Regions from separate parts of the Pan troglodytes genome. Here region 2 is linked to region 1. A link is a contact called in public HiChIP or PLAC-seq data. All regions are on one chromosome and are shown on one strand. Each heading gives the region's core, a stretch centred on a gene start, on an enhancer-like site or on the middle of the called end of the contact. The rest is flanking DNA. Distances are from core to core; before and after follow the strand shown.

The links. HiChIP or PLAC-seq counts read pairs in DNA pulled down with a chosen protein or histone mark.
Region 2: an H3K4me3 HiChIP or PLAC-seq map of stem cell-derived excitatory neurons shows a contact between it and region 1, with 2.0 times the contacts expected there. The contact joins the promoter of RANBP9 here to the promoter of NOL7 in region 1. A contact is called at or near these places in 1 of 7 Hi-C or Micro-C datasets (stem cell-derived neural progenitor cells) and 1 of 1 datasets of contacts at active chromatin or transcription factors (stem cell-derived excitatory neurons).

Annotation. Positions count from the first base shown.
Region 1 is chr5:19,564,554-19,568,391 of NHGRI_mPanTro3-v2.0_pri, forward strand. NOL7 (nucleolar protein 7) reads left to right here and starts at 2,435. Exons shown (of 9, transcript XM_054685605.2): 1 at 2,435-2,741; 2 at 2,829-2,889; 3 at 3,580-3,638. The coding sequence starts at 2,476. It overlaps SIRT5 (sirtuin 5), which reads left to right. Exons shown (of 10, transcript XM_009450542.5): 10 at 1-1,678.
Region 2 is chr5:19,660,979-19,664,571 of NHGRI_mPanTro3-v2.0_pri, forward strand. It overlaps RANBP9 (RAN binding protein 9), which reads right to left and starts at 2,093. Exons shown (of 14, transcript XM_518246.7): 1 at 1,202-2,093. The coding sequence starts at 1,763.

The sequences.
Region 1 (3,838 bases), core at 1,185-3,684:
AAGCTATGGTTCCTGTGGGGCCTGCCAACCGTTCCCAGATGCTGAACTCTGCTGGGAGTTTTTTCCATGGGACTTTAAAAAATGATGCCCTTATGTTGGGCCAGACCTCTGTTAACTTCAGTAGGGATGGCACCAGGTTCAAGAGGCCAAAGAAGAGACCTGGAGCTAGTGAAGGAAACATAGGGTTTATTTGGGGAACCTTACAGGGTGGTCCAGTGGCCGCGGGCTGGACAGAACTGCAACCACTTGCAGTTTACACAGCACTTTCACTCAGCACCCTCCCCTCAGCAGCCTCCACGTGGCAACCCTCATTTCTTAAGTTATTGCTGTCAGATGCATCTGCCATACAGGGTCATTCTCAGGGGATGCTTAAGTTATTTCTGTCAGGTACATCTTCCATACACTTTACTACCTTGGAGTAAAGTAGTAAGAATACAGCTTTTTCCTTAACCTTTACCAGCTAACTCAGTGCTTAGGGGCCTTGGAATACCTGCTGTCCAGCAGGTGTCACAGGCCTGACCGGGAGGCATGGCCATTATCAACAGTGTATGAAGGTCACATATGGCTCCCTGAAGTGATTACATACTTGGACCACATCACCTCAGCCCCTTGCAAAATTGCATTTAATGTTACACCCTTGGCTTTTGTAGAAACAGGCAACAAGACACTATCATATAAAACTTTGTACTGCATTGCAAGGCATAACCTTTAATAAATCCCAGTGGTCCTTTGTGTAGGGAACGGGGATGCTCATAGCCTATGGGGCGGCTGGAGAACCAGTCAGGGACCCTGAGGGCTTGATTTACACTTTACATGGGTGGGCCAAGGAGTTTACACTGAGGGCACTGGTAATACCTGTAATAGTCTTATAGTACTTATAAAGCAGTTTTGCACATAAAATACCATCATGCACTTATAAGTTTGTTCCTGGGCTGCTCCAAGTTAACTTTATTCATTTTCCTAGTGTTAGCACAGTGTCTCAGGGAGTCTGATTATATTTTTGATTTGTAATTTCTATCTGACTAAGGCCTAGAGATTTCAAAACTGTTCTTTGCAATTCCTCTCATACTGAACCTCTGGTTCAGCAGCTTTTGTTGTTGTTGTTGTTGTTTTCAAGTTTTATCATTTTTGTTCCTATTTGGTTTTGTCGTTTTTAAATTGGGAATTGCTTCTAAAACAGAAGACATGAAAAGAGAATTAAAAATACAATATATGTGTAAGATAGAATTATTCAGCTTAGCATTTATTAAACATCTACCAGATGATAGACATTAGAAATAAAAAGACTAGCAAGACCTGGCCCTTCCCCTCAGGGGTTCACAGAATGGCTGGAGCAACTGTCATATAAGCTGTTATGAAGTGCAGAAACTACACAGACATTTGTGCGGGTTCAGACCAGCGCAATTAGAGATGGGCAGAGTGGGATGGGGTAGGGGTAAGGTGCTTGAAATTTGCCTGGGTGGGAATTTTTGAAGTATAAAAAGGACTTCTACCTGGGGGGCTGCGGCAGTAGAGGGAAGAGCACGGTCGGTACAAATGCATGGCAGGTGTGAAACAGTTTGATTTGTTCAAAGAATGATGAATCATTTAGTGTTGTATAATGGATGGGAGGAGAGAAACACAGCGATCACAAAGGGCCATGTTTGCCAAGAAATAAAATATACTTGGAAAAAAAGTACGTATGTGTATATACCACAAAACTCGGGTGCATTCTCTAGGGACCGGCGAAGCCATTCTTTCAGGAGATATGCTCAGCATTTGCCACGGGCCAGCTGCTGTTCCAGGTCGTGGGTTAGGGCCCGGCACCAGGAAGGGCGCCCCTCCCACAGGGCCGACATCCTAACCGGCGTCGCTGCGGCCGCGGAGCTGGGAAGGCCGAGGGCGCCGGGCACGTCTGTGCAGATTTCTTTAGAGTCCAGGTCTGTCGCCCGCGTCTTCGTCGGTGGCAGCAGGGCTGACTGGCCACGGCGGCCATCTGCTAGAGCGCATTTCTTCCCATGAAACGCCACCTCCTCCGAAGTGCGGAGCGAACGCAGCCAAATCTACACAAAGACTGACAAGCTGGATCCACTCGACGGAACCCAGGGCCAAAAAACGGCGGCGAGCAGCGCCTCGGGCCCGCGATTACCGGTTTTCTGAGCACCGGACAGCGTGAGCCGTGCCAGCCCTGTCTCGCCATCCCAGCCGAGGAGGGCAGCGCGATGGCTCTTCCCTGTCTTGAAATCAACCCCATTGCCAGCCGCTTTCGCCAGCAGAGCATTTTCCGTGGGGTCCATCCGGCTCCACGGCGGCCTGCGCTGGCCACGTGGAAAGAAACACGCCCACTGCCTACAGGCCACGCCCTTCCTCGCTTCGCGCATGCGCCCCACCCGTCCTGAGGACCTCCGAACCTGCAGGGGGCGATGAAAGTAGGCTTGCGCTCCGCTTGTAGCTGCTTCCGGGTCAGAGGTCAGACGGTCTAGCGCTGCGTGGGCCATGGTGCAGCTCCGACCGCGCGCGTCTCGCGCCCCGGCGTCGGCAGAGGCGATGGTGGACGAGGGCCAGCTGGCCTCGGAGGAGGAGGAGGCGGAGCACGGGCTGTTGCTCGGGCAGCCCAGCAGCGGCGCGGCCGCCGAGCCCCTGGAGGAAGACGAGGAAGGGGACGATGAGTTTGACGATGAGGCCCCGGAGGAGCTGACTTTCGCCAGCGCCCAGGCGGAAGCGAGAGAAGAGGAGCGGCGAGTGCGGGAGACCGTGCGCAGGTTCGGAGCCCGCTGCCCGGCGGGGAGAACCGCCCTTTCTCGTCCCGCTTGTCCTTCCCTTTGCTGACTTATCACCCTTCTTCCCAGGGATAAAACGCTCCTGAAGGAGAAGAGGAAGCGACGCGAGGAGCTGTTCATCGAACAGAAGGTTAGAGGATAGGGAGGAGGTGTCTTATTAAAACAACTCGGCTCAGGGAGAATTGCTATGGTGGATGTAATTTGGGTTGGCAGGATATTGGGGTGGGGAAACAGTCACCAAGATTGCCTCTGACAGTGGTGGAAAGATGCTCGGGCCGGGCGCGGCAGTACTTTAGGGGGACGAGGTGGGCGGAGCCCGGGATGTCGAGGCTGCCTGGAGCCGAGATCACACCACTGCGCTCCAGCCTGGGCGACAGAGCGAGACCCTGTCTCAAAAAAAAAAAGTTCGTCTCCTTTAGTGTCCACCAACTGAAAATAAGAGGTTGCTGTGAGAATTAAATGAGGTGATTTGTAAACTGTAAGGGCTGTGCAGACTTAGTGTATGGTTGCATTGCTGTCTGATACTCGACACAGAGAACTGGCTCCAGGCAGACATTACTTAACTGCTTTCAATTTATAACAGTGACCTGAGGGTTAGAATACCGTGGGCACCCTTTCTAGTTTTCATCAAGTCTTTCAGAGAATGTGGAGTTTTGTGGACCCGGTCTTCCCATAGCTTAGAGGTATGGGGGCAGTTTCCAGCCTAATTCATTTCTTTGCCTAGATGTAGGGCATTCTTAAAAGTGGTAACTTCAGAAGCAACTCCGGACATACTATGTACATGACTTTCTATTAATTTTAAACGTTTTCATTCCAAAAGAAAAGAAAACTCCTTCCAGACACTATTTTGGAGAAGTTAACCACAGCTTCACAGACTAAGTAAGTAATGGATCTTTTTATATTACTTGCTTATATACACCCATCTTTGAATTATATACTGGTACATTTATTTGAATCCATATAACTGAAGGAATTGTAGAACCCAAATTTAAAAGCTACCTTGGTATATGAATTCGGTGGGAAAGACGGAGGTAACGTTCTACTTCTTATTTTACCATTTATTTTTGTTCATTCCCATA
Region 2 (3,593 bases), core at 843-3,342, 96 kb after region 1:
GTAGACTTCTATTGCCATTCGCCTTTCTGATTAAATAGTAACTTACTTATCAAGCTTCTTCTCAAATTTCAGTCCCGTATAAGTTAAGAATTTAACCACAAGGTTGTTTATCTCCTCTACATACATGTCACTAGGATCTGAGTAGACCCCTTTACAGCCAATCAAAGTGAGGCTGCCGTGAATGTAAAAGCTTCTGCTTTAGGTTTGGGGCCTAAAACCCTGGATTTGTTTCCAGACAGACTGATACGTTAGGTTGATTTTTTTTTTCTTCCACACAAGTAAACTTGATACATGCTATTAAATTGGGCTACATTTCAATAGTTCCCACAGCAATTCATAATTTTATATACAACTGATTTGCTTCCAGCTTTGTTTTAACCTAGGAGAGGTAGGTGAGGGAGGAAAGGGGCAAGCACAAGCCTAAGGTTGTTGTTTTTAACTGCAAATGTAAAACATAAGCCAATTTTCTTCAAAATGCTAAGCTGCATTTTGTTCCATCTTCGTTTTCAACAAGACTTCATGTAATATCAACACCTAAGGACCTGTATAGGGCACTTCCAATCGGGAGGGGTAGGTTTCTGCTCTCCTAAGAAAAAGGGTGTTCCTGGGGTTGCCTTTCTCTTACCCTCCCGGTTGCTTTTACTAAAATATATTGATGGCAAACTTGGGCCCCTTGTCCTTTTGTCCCCCTAGACAATCTCTGGCCTAATTTTGATTACTCCTCCCCCTGTGTATCCCTGCTCTCTCTTAATTAGATATCATACCTCAGAATCGTGCCTCTCTTCCCCCCTTGTAAGAGGAGAACGGCTGACCCACCACCTGGAGAACAATGTAACCCAACTCCGAGTCCATGGATTCCTCTACCCAAGCCCCAAGATTTATCTCCCAGGGAAATCAGAAAGCCAGTTCTGTCCTGTCATCCCGGATTCCCTCAAGGTGTCCTGCTCCCGGTCTAGGATTACCAGCTCCTTTCTACCCTGGGGCATTCTACTCACCTTCCTTTTCCAAGAATCTCGCCCCTCACCCTCGGACCCTTCACCGCGACCCCCGCGCCCACCCGGAGCAGCACAACAGGCGGCGAGTGGCCTCCGAGGGCAGAGCCCGCGAGGGCGGGGGTCGGGGGCGGGTCGAGAGCGGCGCAGCGGCGGCCGGCCACGTCGGGTCAGTGCCCCACTCCCACCGCAGGACACACGCCCAGTACCTTTGTAGTGCACCCGCAGGTTGTTCTGAGAGAGGCCGATGTAGCTGAACTTGTCCTTCGGGCTCCAGGACCGAGGCAGCGGCGTCTCTTGTTCGTCCACGGCCGGGTAGAGGCGCTTCAGCCGCCGCTGCAACTCCTTCTCCTGCTCGTTCAGGGCCGAGTCCCCGTGAGGGAAGGGGGCCGCGGCGCTGCTGCCCGCCACCAGAGCTGGGGTCGGGGCTCCTCCGGCCGGGCCGGGGCCCGCTGCAAGGCCCGGGGGAGCGGGCGGCCCGCTGGCGGGGGCGGCCGCTGAGGCAGGGGGAGGCGGGGGCGGCGGCGGGGGCGGCGGGGCCGCGGTGGCCGGGGGCGGCGGCGGCGGAGGATGGAGGAGCAGGGCGGCCGCCGCGGCCCCTAAGCCTTCGCCGCCCGCACCGCCGCCGGGCGAGCCGGCCGGAGAGGAGCCGGCGCTGACGGCCGGGGGCGCCGGCAGGACGACTCCGGAGACTGGGGCCAAGGCCGCCGGCGGTGGCGGCGACAGCTGCTGCTGCTGTTGCTGCTGCGGCGGCGGCGGCTGCCCGGACATCCCGGCCGCGACTCAGCCTGCGGCCACCTCCACCTCTTCTCTCCTTCCTCCTCTGCTTCCCGGGGGCGCTGTCGCTGCGGCCGCCGGCACCAGGCGCCCAGTCCGCCCGCCCCGGAAGCAGGCGGCGGGCCGCGCGCCCAGGGAGACCGCGGCGGTTGAGGAGCTCGGAGACGCGGGAGTGGGCGGCGGGCCCGGGAGGCCGGGAGAGAACGTTGGCCGGAGCGCGGGCGCGCGGCCCGGGTACGAGGCGCCGAGGGCGGGGGCGACGCGGGAGCGCGGGAGGGGAAGGCGCGCTGGCGGCCGCCGCGGCCGCTGCTCTCGCGGCTGTTTCCCGGCGGGCGGGCCGGGCCGGCGCGAGACGCTGCGCGCGGGCGGCGCTAGGCGAGGGGGCGGGACGGAGGCGCGAGAGAGGCGCGAGCGGGGCGAGCGGCGCGAGCGGGGCGGGCCGCGGGGCTCCCGGCTGTGCGCCGCGAGGCGTCCTCCCGGGCCCGCCAGTCGCTCGTGGGCAGGATCGCTGGGCTCCCGGCGCCACAGGTCCCTTCGGAGGTGTCCGCCTCCTCTCCCTTGGCGGCCGCCGTCGCCCCCCTCGCCGGCGAATCCCCTCCCACTTGACTTCTTTTTGTTGTCGTCGCCCCACCTCCCCACCGCAGGGCTCCTCCGAGCCGAGGCGCCGCTTCTCGTCCAGGCGAGAGTAATCGAGCCCCGCTGGGGCCGCCGCGAGCCCAGGCCCCGGGGCGCTCTAGGACCCGTCGGCCCGGGGCGTGCGGAGCGGCTCAGGCTCCCCGCGCAGTGCTGCTAGCTCTCGCCTCAGTCCCGTTCCCGTTTGCCGCCTCCCTCCTAAGAGGAACGCATTGCCTTTGGTACTTCACAGTGTTTAATTCCGTAGCATTGACCATATGGGCAGTAGAAACCACTTCTGAAGGCAGTCTCCCACTTACAATAGTGACTATTTCATTAATTAATTTTACGAGGACTCACAGTGAACTTAACAGTGGTAGAAGGTGTCATTAATAAAGACCGGCATATCTTCAAAAAGCAGGAGCAGGCACTGTATGAATACAAGATTATAGTGTGTGTTTAGGAAGGGCTTCTAGAGACGTCAGAACATTTTATAGACTCGTTAATTTTCATAACAGGGTTCTTAGGTAACAGAAAATTATGCCCATTTTTAAAACAAGGAAATATTTACTGAGATCAGCAGAGTCAAAAATAGGACTTCCTACTTTGCAATTCCCAATAGAATGCTTCGTCGACTAATTTGGCACAACTTGCCAAGTGTTGCTCTCTGACCCATCATAACATTACTACTTTGTTTTCACCACTTCCCTTTGTTTAGCTTATCCCTCCCTAGCTGGCAAAATCGGGCTTTGCATGTGTAGATTATATGATGTAAATTCTGATATTTTGTTTGCTTCCAAAGATATGATGGTAATCATTTGGTCAAATAAATGTTTTGCCGAAGAGAAAATTATTTCGTTTTGAAGAAGGTAGGCCAAAGGTGATTTAATTTAAGGCCAAGATTATCTGGCCAGAACAAATAACAGAGTCATTCGGCCTAATTTCTCCCTCAGTTACCCAGACAACTAGATGTTCTGTTGTACTTTATTATTATTATTATTATTGTTTTGTCGCCCAGGCTGGAGTGCAGTTGTGTGGTCTCAGCTCACTACAACCTCCGCCTCCCGGGTTCAAGCGATTCTCCTGCCTCAGCCTCCCAAGTAGCTGGGACTACAGGCATGTGCTCACACCCAGCTAATTTTTGTACTTGTAGTGGAGACGGGGTTTCACCATGTTGGCCAGGCTGGTCTCGAACTCCCGACCTCAAGTGAT